2 separate regions of the Danio rerio genome follow, and region 2 is linked to region 1. The links are chromatin contacts, called in public HiChIP or PLAC-seq maps. All regions are on one chromosome and are shown on one strand. Each heading gives the region's core, a stretch centred on a gene start, on an enhancer-like site or on the middle of the called end of the contact. The rest is flanking DNA. Distances are from core to core; before and after follow the strand shown.

Region 1 (6,352 bases), core at 2,420-4,919:
TACAGTTGGTCCTAAAATGTGGAATGAGCTACCTACTGTATGTCCATTAGAACAGTTTCCAATGAAACTTAAACTACAACTTCTAGAAAGAGCTTTTAAATTGGGAGAAAATCGGTCCTATTGTACCTACAGTATCTGGTGTCTTATTATTTATCGTTGATGCTGTGTGGTGTGTTTTATTTGTTGCTGTCTATTTTTGTAATTTGCTTTTAGGTTTGTTCAGCACAGTGGTCAACAACTGCTGTTTTATTGTGCTTTATAAATAAATAAACAAACTAAACTGTAAAATGTACAGTATTACTGGCTTTTGCTTGCCAGAAATACTGTAAAATGTACAAGTAAAACTACAGTACTTGTAAATTTTACTCTATTACTGGAAACCAAAATTGCCTATCATACTGTAAATTTTACAGCAATGTTTTTACAGTGGGAGCTTTTTTTTGTCACTTGATGTTGCGCAGGCTGTTTTAGCTCACCCCCTTCATCAGATCATAACCTGATGTATATTCATCCCTTACACCTCCCTCTCTCCCCTTTCTTTTTAACTCCCTATATACATTCAGTTTGTCTCTTTTTCTGCCAAAAGCACTAGTGCGTGGCTTTGAGTCCTGGCTCTCTCTCCTGCATCTGCCTGACCGTTATGCTGGTATGGCTGTGATATATGATGGATGAAATTGTAAGCATCTGTCTGCCCAGTTCCCTCATTCCCTCCGCAGTTCAAGTTTCTCTCCATCCGTCTCACGACTCCTCTATCTGTCTCTCTGCTGTCAGTTTTCCATCAGGTCAGGGTTCTCGCCCCCAAAGAGCCATAAGCTATTAGAGCACATAGATCCAGTGTCTCCCTGAGCTCCAGTGGATATGAAATTAATGTTTACGCCAACAAGATGTATAGTCTGAACACTGCACTGCAAATTGAAAGGGGTGGAGGAAGGATCCTTTGGCAGAAAGTCGAGAAAAGGAAGGAAGATTGATTAGTGTGCTTACTTAATAGCTATCTAAATGAAATTTATCAGCAGCGTTTTGTTTCTAAGTGTTGAGATGCTTGTGCTTTTTTTATGGTCTGTTTCAGAAACTGAAGGAGTTTCTGGAGGGCAGGAACCTCATCACCAAACTGCAGGCTAAACACGACCTGATCCAAAAGACTCTGGGAGAAAGTGAGTAATCTTTCTTGAGTGATGGCTTCATGCGTGTCTGGGGACGCATCAACTGGCAAAACCAATGTTATGAATAAAATATTATGGGTTTGATATTGCAGTTAGGTACAGAATGGTAACTTTAAGTAACATTTTAGATAATACCACATAGGTGACACGGTGGCTCAGTGGTTTGCATTGTCGCCTCAAGAAGCTTGCTGATTTGAGTGCTGGCTGGGTCAGTTGGCTTTTTTGTGTGGAGTTTGCATGTTCTCACCATGTTCGTGTGGGTTTCCTCTGGGTGCTCCGGTTTCCCCACAGTCCAAAGACATGTGGTACAGGTGAATTGAAGAAACTAAATTGGCCCTAGTGTATGTGTGTGTGTGTGTGTGTGTGTGTGTGTGTGTGTGTGTGTGTGTGTGTGTGTGTGTGTGTGTGTGTGTGTGTGTGTGTGTGTGTGTGTGTGTGTGTGTGTGTGAATGTGAGAGTGTATGGGTATTTCCCAGTACTGGGTTGCAGCTGGAAGGGCATCTGCTGCAAAACAACATATGCTGGAATAGTTGCCGGTTCATTCCCCTTTGACAAATATGAATGGATAATACCACATAATACCAAATATTTTGTTTGAATTAGTTTAAAACAAAGTAGAATCAAGCATTTTGATTTTTCTTAGGAGCCGATACATGTATACATGTACATGATATAAAAGTTCATATTTGGATTCCACAAATCAAAAATTTAATACATATATGCAACATAAAATTCAAAATATTGCAATTTTTTTTCAACTATTGGAATTACAAATATGTACATTTATGTTCAAACATATTAGCTATAATGTTATATATGTATGTATATATATATATATATATATATATATATATATATATATATATATATATATATATATATATATATATATATATATATATATATATATATATATATATATATATATATATATATATATATATATATATATATATATATACATACAAATCTCATAGGCAGCCATGTTTTATTCATGAATGATTCAGTGTTTTTGAGCAAATCAGTTGAATAAATGATTCTGTAAGTGACTCTCATGCTACGTTCACACCAGATGCAGATATAGCGTCAGGGCAGAGGGATTTACATGTTAAGTCAATGCAAAGACGGGAATAGACATCCTGCACGAATGAGGTGGTGCGAATTGAGTGTTTTGCACGTTTGATGCACTTTACGTGCGTATTGCATATTTTTTGTTTTGTTTTGAACTTTAGGCGTTAACCAATCAGAAGCTTTTACACGTAGGAGCGTGATTATGACATAGCCACTGTTGTTGGTGTCCTTAGGGTAAATCCTCTTGCCGACACCAGTCAACAGTTCATTAAAATGGGCTTGGCTCAGTCGGAAGCACCGCTGAAAGCGTCCATCATCCAGGTATAGCTTCTGGAGAAATTGATTAACTCAAAGGGCTGTGTGCACCTCTGAAAGGATCTAGTGGGTGAATGAATATATATATATATATATATATATATATATATATATATATATATATATATATATATATATATATATGCTGTTTTTAGCCTTACTAAAGCACATAAACAGCTACTCTCTCAATAAAATCCATGTTAGCCATTTAGCAACAAAGCTAGAGTCACCGGGCAGACAGAAGCCCTGTCCATCATGTGAATCTGTATTCATTGTGAAGCAAATTGGACGCACGAATGAAGTATACTTAAATTGAGTGTACTTAAAATGTTCACGCATCTATTTATGCGTGTATGGCGCAATTAATTCACGCAATCTGCATCTGGAATGCACGCAGCATCATAGTCATGCATGTTTATTCTTGAATGAATCAGTGTTTCTGAACAAATCAGTTGAATAAGGGATTCAAACGACTCTCGTATTCAACCATGTTTCCTTTTTGAATGAATCAGTGTTTTTGAATAGATCAGTTGAGTGAAAGATTCAAGTGACTCTCATAGGCAGTAATATTTCCTTCTTGAATGAATCAGTGTTTTTGAACAAATCTTTTGAATAATGAATGATTCACTCATAGAAATTTTAAGTATAACACGTACACTGGTTGAAGGATTCAGCTGACTTTCTCATAGACAGTTACGTTTCATTTAAAGGTTTGTGAATAAGTCAGCTGAGAAGTAAATTCTTGAATAAATCAGTGATGTTTAAAAAATCAGAAGAGTGAATAAGTTCTGTAAATCGGTTGTTTTACAGATAGGGTTAGTGTTAGTATGCATATGTGGGATGTCATGGTGTCAGGCAGAGATTGGTACTGAGTCAACCATATGTGTGTGTGTTAGCTTGAGGATGGTACTGATGTCATCAGAGCGTGAAGCTTTAACAGCACAGTGCCGCTCTGTACCGCTGTCCTCATGGGCCTTAGCATGATCTTATCCACTCACTCATTGGCAGGCCTGTATAGTGGAGGTTAAAGGTCATGTGCCAAACTACAAGACAGAGAAAAACGAGTCTGTGTGAGAGAGAGAGAGAGAGAGAGAGAGAGAGAGAGAGAAGTGCACTGCAGTGTTGTTTCACTCTGATGTTCCTCCCACGTACGTTCCTCCAGACTAGAAGCGAACTGTCAGCCAGTCAGATTGGGCTGTCAGCGAACAGGAAGTGAAGCTAAGAGAATCAGACTGATAGCGAAGAGATAATGATGTGAGATGTAGAGAGTAATGGTGTTGATTACTATGTTGACGAATAACCAGCACCCACTAAAAGTAGTGCAGTCAGAAAGATGATCTATGCATTTTAAGATAAACAAGGAATTTTTGTACATTGTAGCTTTCACCTCTGTTTTAGATATTTTTAGGAAACATAAAAATAAACTCCTGTACTATAGCCATTCGACATTACACTACCTGACTCTTATCATCGATTCCAGAAAAATATTAATAATTCCAAAAAATAATAACTTTACTCCTAGTTGATGATTTGGAAAAGCGGCAGAAGTTATATTTTTACAGATGAATCATCTGTTGAACTGCATCCCAATCATCACAAATATTGCAGACCTATTGGAACCTGCATGGACTCAATATTCTCAGAGAAATCAGTCAAGTTTGGTGAAGATAAAATCATGGTTTGGGGTTACGTCAAAGTCCATTTAGGGCAAGTCATTTCACTTGGTGGCAATTTTTGAAACACCTCTCAGGCAGTATGCTCGGGCATTCTGTCTGAATGGGGAAACATCAAATTCTACATAACTGCTTGCCAAGTTTACGATTATATTTTATATTACAAATAATCAATAAAATTAAACAACAACTGTCTATTTAGTTTCATTTTTAAATGTTCATATCACACAAAATCTGCAGAAACTCAAATCCCTACTCAAGAGATTGTCATTGTATAGCAATTGCTGATTGGCTCCTGTACTAGAAGGCGGGCTTTATTCGCCATATAGCGATCACTGATTGGCTTCTGTACTAGAAGGCGGGCTTTATTTGCCATATAGTGTTCGCTGATTGGCTCCTGTACTAGAAGGCGGGCTTTATTTGCCATATAGCGATCACTGATTGGCTCTTGTACTATAAGGCAGGCTTTATTTGCCATATAGCGTTCGCTGATTGGCTTCTGTACTAGAAGGCAGGCTTCATTCGCCATATAGCGATCGCTGATTGACTCCTGTACTAGAACGCGGGGTAGGGCCGGGTCTTGTGTATTCTATAGTCTTTAATTACATTCAGTTTGGGGGCGTGTGAGAGATGGCAACATCAACAGCCTGAGGTTTCAAGATATTTGTGTTGCCCATTACATTACAAACCACAGGAGAGGGCAAATTCTTTAGCAGGATAGCGCTTCTTTTCATTTTCTGCCTCCACACCAAAGTTTCTGAAAGCAAAGAAGGTCAAGGTGCTCCAGGTTTGGCCAGCTCACTCATCAGACATAAACATTATTGAGCATGTCTGGAGTAAGATGAAGGAGGAGGCATTGAAGATGAATCCATAGAATCATAGGAGTCCTGCAAGACTGCTTTCTTTGCCATTCCAGATGACTTTACTAGTAAGTTATCTGAGTAATTGTAAAGATGTATGGATGTAGTCATCTAAGCTCATGGGAGTCACACACAATATTAGTTATTTTTCCACTGCACCATGACTTTATATGCTATACTGTACCTTATTTCTGTTAAGTGACAATACTTTTGACTAAGCAAAGTCAATAATTCAGAATAATTAAATAAATTATTTAAATTAAATTATTAAATAAATAACTAATAAAGTAAATAATTCAAAATCAAGGCATGATCATATTTTATATTGGTAAAATAAGCGTAATCTAGAGGCCTTTGCCTCATATAAGCGACTTCTGATACCAAATGATCTACTAGAAGTCAACTTATTATTTGTTGTTCCTAAAACTTGAATAGGCAGCAAGACTTTTGTCAGGTAGCGTATTTAGATTTTGATTGAATGGCATAATCATTGATTGAATTAGAATCACTCCAGTTATCCAATGTCAAAAACAGATTCTGCGCTGTGAAATGCTGCAGGAACAGTACAGTGTGTAACTGCTGTCATGGAGTAAAATGACAGAATGTTCCAGCACAAACTGAGGGAAGGAAAGTGGTTAGGATGATTAGCTCACTGAAGTCTGTTGCACGTTTGGCATTTTTCTAAGTGGAGCCGTGTGTGATGGGAAAAAACGACACGCTGTGATGTCACTGAATGTGTTTAGAGGGGAACATGCGGATACAGGGTCGCGTCCCACAGGAAAGTCCTCCGTGACAGCAAAGACAACATGCGGGATGAGGCTTTTATTCCCAAAGGAAACCACATCCAGCTGTGGCCTCTTCCTCGCACATCCAGCTTCCCTCTAATTGTTTTCCTCTCTTTATTTTTTTTTCCAGGTCAGAAGACGGACTACTGCCTTGCCAGGTGAGTGCAGTGTTGGGAAACTCAACAAATCCAAACAAGATGTATACGGTTTACGCACAAGAACTAATTTTGCACACATGCAGATGTTTGGGAGCCATTTATAGATGAATATCTTGTCTAGACATATTCATCTTTTATTCACATCTGCTGATTTATTAATCGAGGCCGGGAAAAGGTGATTTACTTTCCATTTACAATGAGGTCCGGAAATTGGGACGGACTTTTAAACAAGAGTTCACAGAAGAGACACAAAACAAGTGCTTTCACAACAAATACTAGTGAAAGCCTGAATGTGTGTGTGTGTGTGTGTGTGTGTGTGTGTGTGTG
Region 2 (6,352 bases), core at 1,184-3,683, 150 kb before region 1:
TCAGAAAACAATTTAAAAATGAATATGATTAAATATGATTTGATGATATGATGATTTTTTTTTGCAGAAACTGATACTTTTAAAAGTAGATATTATAACATTTAAAAAATACTAAATACGGTATTTATATGAAAAAGAAATCTTTGACACTGCATATCACTTAATAGATGACCAGATACAAGTCAGACTAAGTATGCGGATTAAAGACATTTTATACATTTCAATTGCATTGAACTTGCTTTCCACGTATATAACATCAAAATGAGACATTTAATATTTAACCTACATATTGTCTTAATAAACTATTAAAAACCAACCATGAACACTAGTTACCACTAGGAGAAAACAAAAGTTAGTTATAAAGATGTCTTTACCATTTCAAACAAGCAATATCTCTTAATTTGCATTTGCAGCTTTCAGTGGAATAGCAGCTTGCCACAAAATCAACTGTCCTAAGTAGGGAAAAGAAGCACAGTTTTGTTTATAAGCAAAACACTATATTGATCATTAGAAATAATGTTTTGTGAAGATTTCTGTGATGAAGGAAGCCTCACCTATTTGGTGGTATGTCGGTTGAGAATAGCTCTATTTCCGTATCAGCCAAAAGCACTGCTTTCATCCCTCTGGTACACAGCAGACTGTCACAGTATATACAGTTGATTTGCGTCACGCACTTATTCTTGAAATTTGAAGTAGACATTGTAGAAGTGAGCTTTTCTCGGGTACAGCTCCTAGCAAAACGCAGCTCCTGTTGATTTAAAACGACAATAGAGAGTCGATCAGCATCTGAACTGAAGGCTACAGCAGCAGATGTTTGAACAGACGTTCTGCACCTGTCTGGCTAACTAGCTTTAGCCTTGTTTTACCTAAATTGCGTTAGCAATGTTTATAACTAAGAGAAGTAAAATTACAAAAACGAAAACCTTAGAATAATAGCACGAATGAAAATCACAGCAATTCCTGTCTATTTCACTCTTCTGTTATGATCCAGAAAAGCGTTGTCTTTATTGTTATCAGAGCGCTAGCTAGCTAAGTAAAATATAAATGTTTTATAACCAAGCATGCCATAAAATCGTTCTTACCTTTAATGATATCAGATCTTTTTAGATCTAGGCGGCAAATAAACACATTGTACTAAGTTACAGTAAAATTCTCTATCGCTACAACTGGGCTTAGATTGCTAAGCTACGTTTGTTTACGTCCGCGTCGAAGCGGATATGCACTTCCTGAGACATTTTCAAACAGCCTGTTCTCTGACGCTGATTGGTTCCAAATTAGCATGTCTCATGCGTGATTGGCCAGCTCCAATTCCTTTGGTGATTGGTTGAAGTGCTTTTCCGCAAACCACAGAACCGCCTAGGGGAAGTACGACTCATTTCTGAAAATCGGTTCTTTCGAACGACTCGTTTCAAAAAGCGATTCAGTAATTATTATGCTCACACCTGGTTCCTGACATCCCGTTGTGGTATATTATATCTTCAAAGCCAAATGTAGGTACAAATTGGTCTTTATTACGTTTATACCCATATCAAATAATAGTGTTTGGTGTGATACCCTGTGTTGTAATTCAGTTGCAGCAACTAATTTAGCTTATAAAGTGTGTTTTAATCACACATTCATCTTATGATATATTAATAGATAAATTCTTGTACATCTCTTGGTTAAAGAATATTTGCGTGATTCATTAATCATTATGCTTATGTAATAAAGTGATTCACTTAACTGCAACAGTGTAATTCAAAGTGATTGTTCTTCTATAGTTTGTTGTCTAGCCAGCCTGAAACATTGAAATTAATCATGATAACCTACAATTTTCCATGGAAAATTGTTTGCCCCCACATTTGATCACTGCATACCATAACGTTTAAGTCATAAACGTTATATAGACTGAATAACGCGATTATTTGAATAAATCGTTTAGCTCGATGCTGTGCATGAAGAACTGTTTAGAATGTGAACCGACTCAACTGATTCAATTGAAAGATTCGACTCATAAAAAGGATTCTTTCAATCAGACATCGCAAAAATACAACAATGTGAAAAACGACAATTTTATATGCTAATTGTTATTTCTTTAATCATTAACGAAGACATAGATACACTCACATGAAATAAATAAATATAAATATAATAGTCAAAGGAAAGTAAATCACTACTTACAATTACAATGTTTACAATTATTGCTATCACTTAAACTTACTAAATCTATAAACTGTGTTGTGCTTGTGATATGAGACAATATTAATCCCCTCAAAATTGTCTCTTTAATGGTCAGTTTGATAGATTCATGTCGTGTTCAAGTGTTTCAGCCAATGACAATAGAAGGGGGTTGTTCTTTCTCTTCCATGAAAAGAGGCGGGGTTTGAGTTTGGGAAAATTCAGTGAATAGCGTAACAACAAGTCTTGGGGGAGAAATCTGGTATATGAAAGCTGTTTTTAGACATGGAAATCGCATTTTAAGGTAAGTGGATTATCGATTTAATGCAACAGTTTATGATTCGGGCACATAAGGACTCGAGAAAGCTTCGCTATCGTCCGGATGAAATGCAGGGATCTCCTTGAGGAAAGCCCTAAACTATTCCGAGAGTCACCAGGGGCCTCTCTGCTTTTCACATCACGACAAACTCCCTCCTAGTTGCACATTGCCTCTTCCTTTTAAGGACTAATGATTTAAAGTTTTCTCCGATCCTGCAGCTTTTTTGGCTGACAGTATTTAAACGTGCATCACATGATATGAGCAAGTTAAAGTACTCTTTATCATCTTTTAAAGACCTCAGCTATTTTAAACACATTTGTTTTAAGCTGCTATTCTATAATAACAGTGATCTCGTCTTGATAAGTTGATAGGTCAAAGATAATCTTTTTGATTACCTTATAGCCTAAATAAAATCATAAATGGCTGTTTTCCTCCACACTTATGACACTGTTACTACAAAATTTTTGTGTTTTGTGTTTTTGTTGCCATGGTGTTGTGCAAAAAGTGCTGTTATGTGTAAATTTTTTTGGGGAAATGCTACTGTTATGAAAAACAAATGCCAGGAATATATTGCTCATGCAGATGAACAGGAAATATGAGCTTTAAAATGTCTCATTTTGGCAATTAATAATTTAAGGCCTTAAAATGAGAGCAGAAAGTAAATTAATAAATAAGATATTAAATCTTGCATGTATTGCAAACACCATATCTTTCTCAATATTTTTCCAAATACCCTTATCTTAACTTCCCTAACGCATGATACATTTACTTAAGATTCTAAATTAATAAGTACTTTTTTAAAATGATTGATTTAAGCTGATTTAAAAAAAGGCCATGGATGGAATTATATATATTTACCATAAGCTCACTTTATTTGGACTAGTTTTACATAAATCAAAGCTTACATTGTTGTGTCATTTTATTTCATAAGTAATATCTTCTTTAAAAAAAGAATTTAACAGGTATCTCCACCAGAAAACAAGACAAAAGTACAGATAAAGAACACATAGTTTGGAGTGTCATCGGAAGATAGACAAAGTTATTTCCATGTTTTATCTTTTCACAAAGTTATTCAAAAATAAGCAGTTTTTTTAACAAAAGCCTTAGGGTTGCATTTGATTCAAATTATTGATTTATTTGTCTTTACTTGGTCTTTGAATCATTTTGACTCATGAAGTATTCATTCATTAATACTAAGTATAATCATTAAGTATTAAATTCATAAGTCATCTAATAAATCTTGCATGCATTGCAAAATGAATATCTTCCACAATATTTTTCCAAATACACATATCAAATCTTTCCCAACGCATGCATGATACATTTACTTGAGATGCAGAATAAATAAATACTTTTTAAATGATTGATTTAGGCTGATTTATTAAAGACCATGGTAGAAATTATATATATCTATTAAAATGTTATATTAATTATATGCTTAAAATGTTATAATTACCTTCATTAAACCTATTACTCATGCATTATTAAAGGCTTATAAAGTAAACATGTAAGGTCAAGATTTGCATGCGTGAGTTTGCTTTATCATGCACTACTGATGTAAATAAATATGACCATTCATCAGTTATAATATCAGATTTCAAGTTCACACTTTGCATTTAATCATGTTACATTTAATCCCCAAAACATGGTCTGTTTGTAAAGAGGAGCTCCAACCCACCTCTATTTTTCAACAAACGAAACAAAACGAAAATATTTTTGAGGAAGTTTACTGGAAGGAAGTAGTCTTTAGAAATCTGATCCGCTGAACTTTTCTTTGCCCTGTGTGTGCCCAGTGTGATGCTGGGAAATCCTATCCATGCCTTCATTTAGCTCTGAGGAGACTCACTCACACGTCTGACCGCCGGAGGAAAGACTGAAACTTTTGAAGACGCTGCGTCTGGTCGTGGGGATCCAGTGTGAGTGGACGGTGGGATGAAACTCTTCTCTTGCTTCATTCCTCTGCTGTTACGGACATATTACTCTACCTTGGAAGCCATCGGCAGCTCTTGACTAATAATGCGGCGTGATTGATCATCGACAGGAGACAATACCCATCCACTGCTTTCCATTCCCACATATTCGCTGGATATCTGTAGACGAAGTGCGGGCGAAGAGGCTTTTGTTCTGCGGTGTTTCTCGCTGTGACGGGACTTATTGTGTTTAGATCAATATGACGTCTCCTGCTAAATTCCGAAAGGACAAGGAAATTATAGCCGAATATGAAACGCAAGTTAAAGGTAAGTGAAATGTGTCGCTTTATGTTGCATTTTCACTCGGTTCACCTTTGTGTTACGTGGTGGCTAGGTTACAGTGTATTTCTATATGAGCACAGCTGGTGCAAACCCTGTCGTATTACTGCAGAAAACGCTATTTATTTGAGTTTGTGAGAAACAATGCTAGCGCTTCTCCACATGTGGCAACGGAATGATAGATGTGCGATCGGTCAGTCAGTCAGTCAGTCAGTCGCCTAAAGCTATATTGTCTGTAGATACACAACTTAAACCGTTTATAACAACGCTTTTACTTTAAAAATGCATTAATGTGTGATTAATGTTACGTTTGTGCTGTGTTGTACTGTTTTCCCTCATTCAGCTTGTGTAGGTTGTACGTATAGACAAGGCAGGGCGTTTTCTTTTGCCCTGCGTGTCTCTATGAGCTGGTGCGGTGCTGTTCAACCTATTGATTTTTTAAAAGTCAGGTTAGCTGACATTGATGTTTTACAGTAGTTCATGGACTAAGTAACACGTTTAAAATACGTTTTGAGTTTAATCTGACTTAACACAATCGTATTTTGGCAGCACTGACGGCGAGTGAAGTAAAGGTGTGATGCTTGATGACAGTTCGGTTATGACTGTGTAACCTCATATGTTATTCATACTACACTGTGGTAACAGTTAATGTGAGTGTTAGTTTGGAAGCCGTTCACTTGTTTTTAAGTAGTAGCACACTGTGTTTTTTTTACAAAGTAATTGTAACTACTGCACATTTCTTCACTTACACATAATGCATGTAGCCTACGTAACGCGTGTTTTTGTCTCAGGATTTTCGTTCCCATAAACACTTGTCTGGTGAGGTAAAATAAAGCTGCTTTTAATTGAAAGACGAATTGAACGATTCACTTCATTAGTGGAGCTCCCTATCACGTTATACGCGCTGTTGTGTGTGCCTGTTCTTTTGTGTGTTTGCCGGCCACTGGCACTATGAATAGTGCATTTGAGCAGCTCTGCCTGTTGCTGCTGAGTGTGGGGAAAATCTCCTTTAATAAGAGTCAGTGAGTTTCTCATCTTTGAGTTCTGTTCAAGAAGGTCATTGTGACATAAATATTGCTAAACAGAGCATGAGCATGGTTTAGGGTGTCAAAATGTAAGCTTTGCATGGATTGAAATGTGGCTAAAATCAGCTTAGACTAACCTAAGCTGGTCTTCCAGCCTGGTTATAAGGCTGGTTTAGAGTGGTTTGGGCTAATTCCCAGATAACCAGACTGGGAATATCTTAAACCATGAGACAAACAAATCATCTTTGTTTGAAGGTTGTTGTTAGTTTCATCAGTGGCGATATAGATACACATTTGGATTTTTCATTTGTATGTATCGTCATCAATTTAAAATGATGTTTTCCAGGTCAACAGTAATAAAAATTAACCTTTTTAGAGGAAGAGGTCTGTACTCGCTGAAATTCTACTCACCCTCCAGTTGCTGTAAACCTGTTTAAGTTTATTTTTATTTTCAATGCAAAAGAAGATGAAGAATGTTGGAAAAGCAGAAGCTTCACTTTCATATATTCATTATTTATCTTTATTTCAATAGCGCTTTTACAATGTAGATTGTGTCAAAGCAACTTAACGTAGAAGTTCTAGTAAATTGAAAATGTGTCAGT

Evidence for each region. HiChIP or PLAC-seq counts read pairs in DNA pulled down with a chosen protein or histone mark.
Region 2: a contact with region 1 is called in an H3K4me3 HiChIP or PLAC-seq map of gastrula embryo, with 3 times the contacts expected there. The contact joins the promoter of srgap2 here to the enhancer-like site in region 1. A contact is called at or near these places in 5 of 18 Hi-C or Micro-C datasets (caudal fin, embryo and fibroblasts) and 3 of 4 datasets of contacts at active chromatin or transcription factors (caudal fin, embryo and gastrula embryo).

The regions. Positions count from the first base shown.
Region 1 is chr11:23,533,253-23,539,604 of GRCz12tu, reverse strand. It overlaps srgap2 (SLIT-ROBO Rho GTPase activating protein 2), which reads left to right. Exons shown (of 23, transcript NM_001048235.1): 11 at 1,070-1,154; 12 at 5,998-6,025. Among named protein-coding and RNA genes, the nearest start is that of ikbke, 37 kb to the right of the region's middle. Within about 2 kb of position 3,669, at least 7 of the 62 cell types and tissues checked have an H3K27ac peak or open chromatin away from gene starts, as enhancers often do.
Region 2 is chr11:23,679,225-23,685,576 of GRCz12tu, reverse strand. It overlaps srgap2 (SLIT-ROBO Rho GTPase activating protein 2), which reads left to right and starts at 2,433. Exons shown (of 23, transcript NM_001048235.1): 1 at 2,433-2,461; 2 at 4,270-4,713. The coding sequence starts at 4,647. It overlaps zgc:101564, which reads right to left and starts at 1,211. Exons shown (of 5, transcript NM_001013545.2): 1 at 1,083-1,211; 2 at 555-748; 3 at 375-452. The coding sequence starts at 700.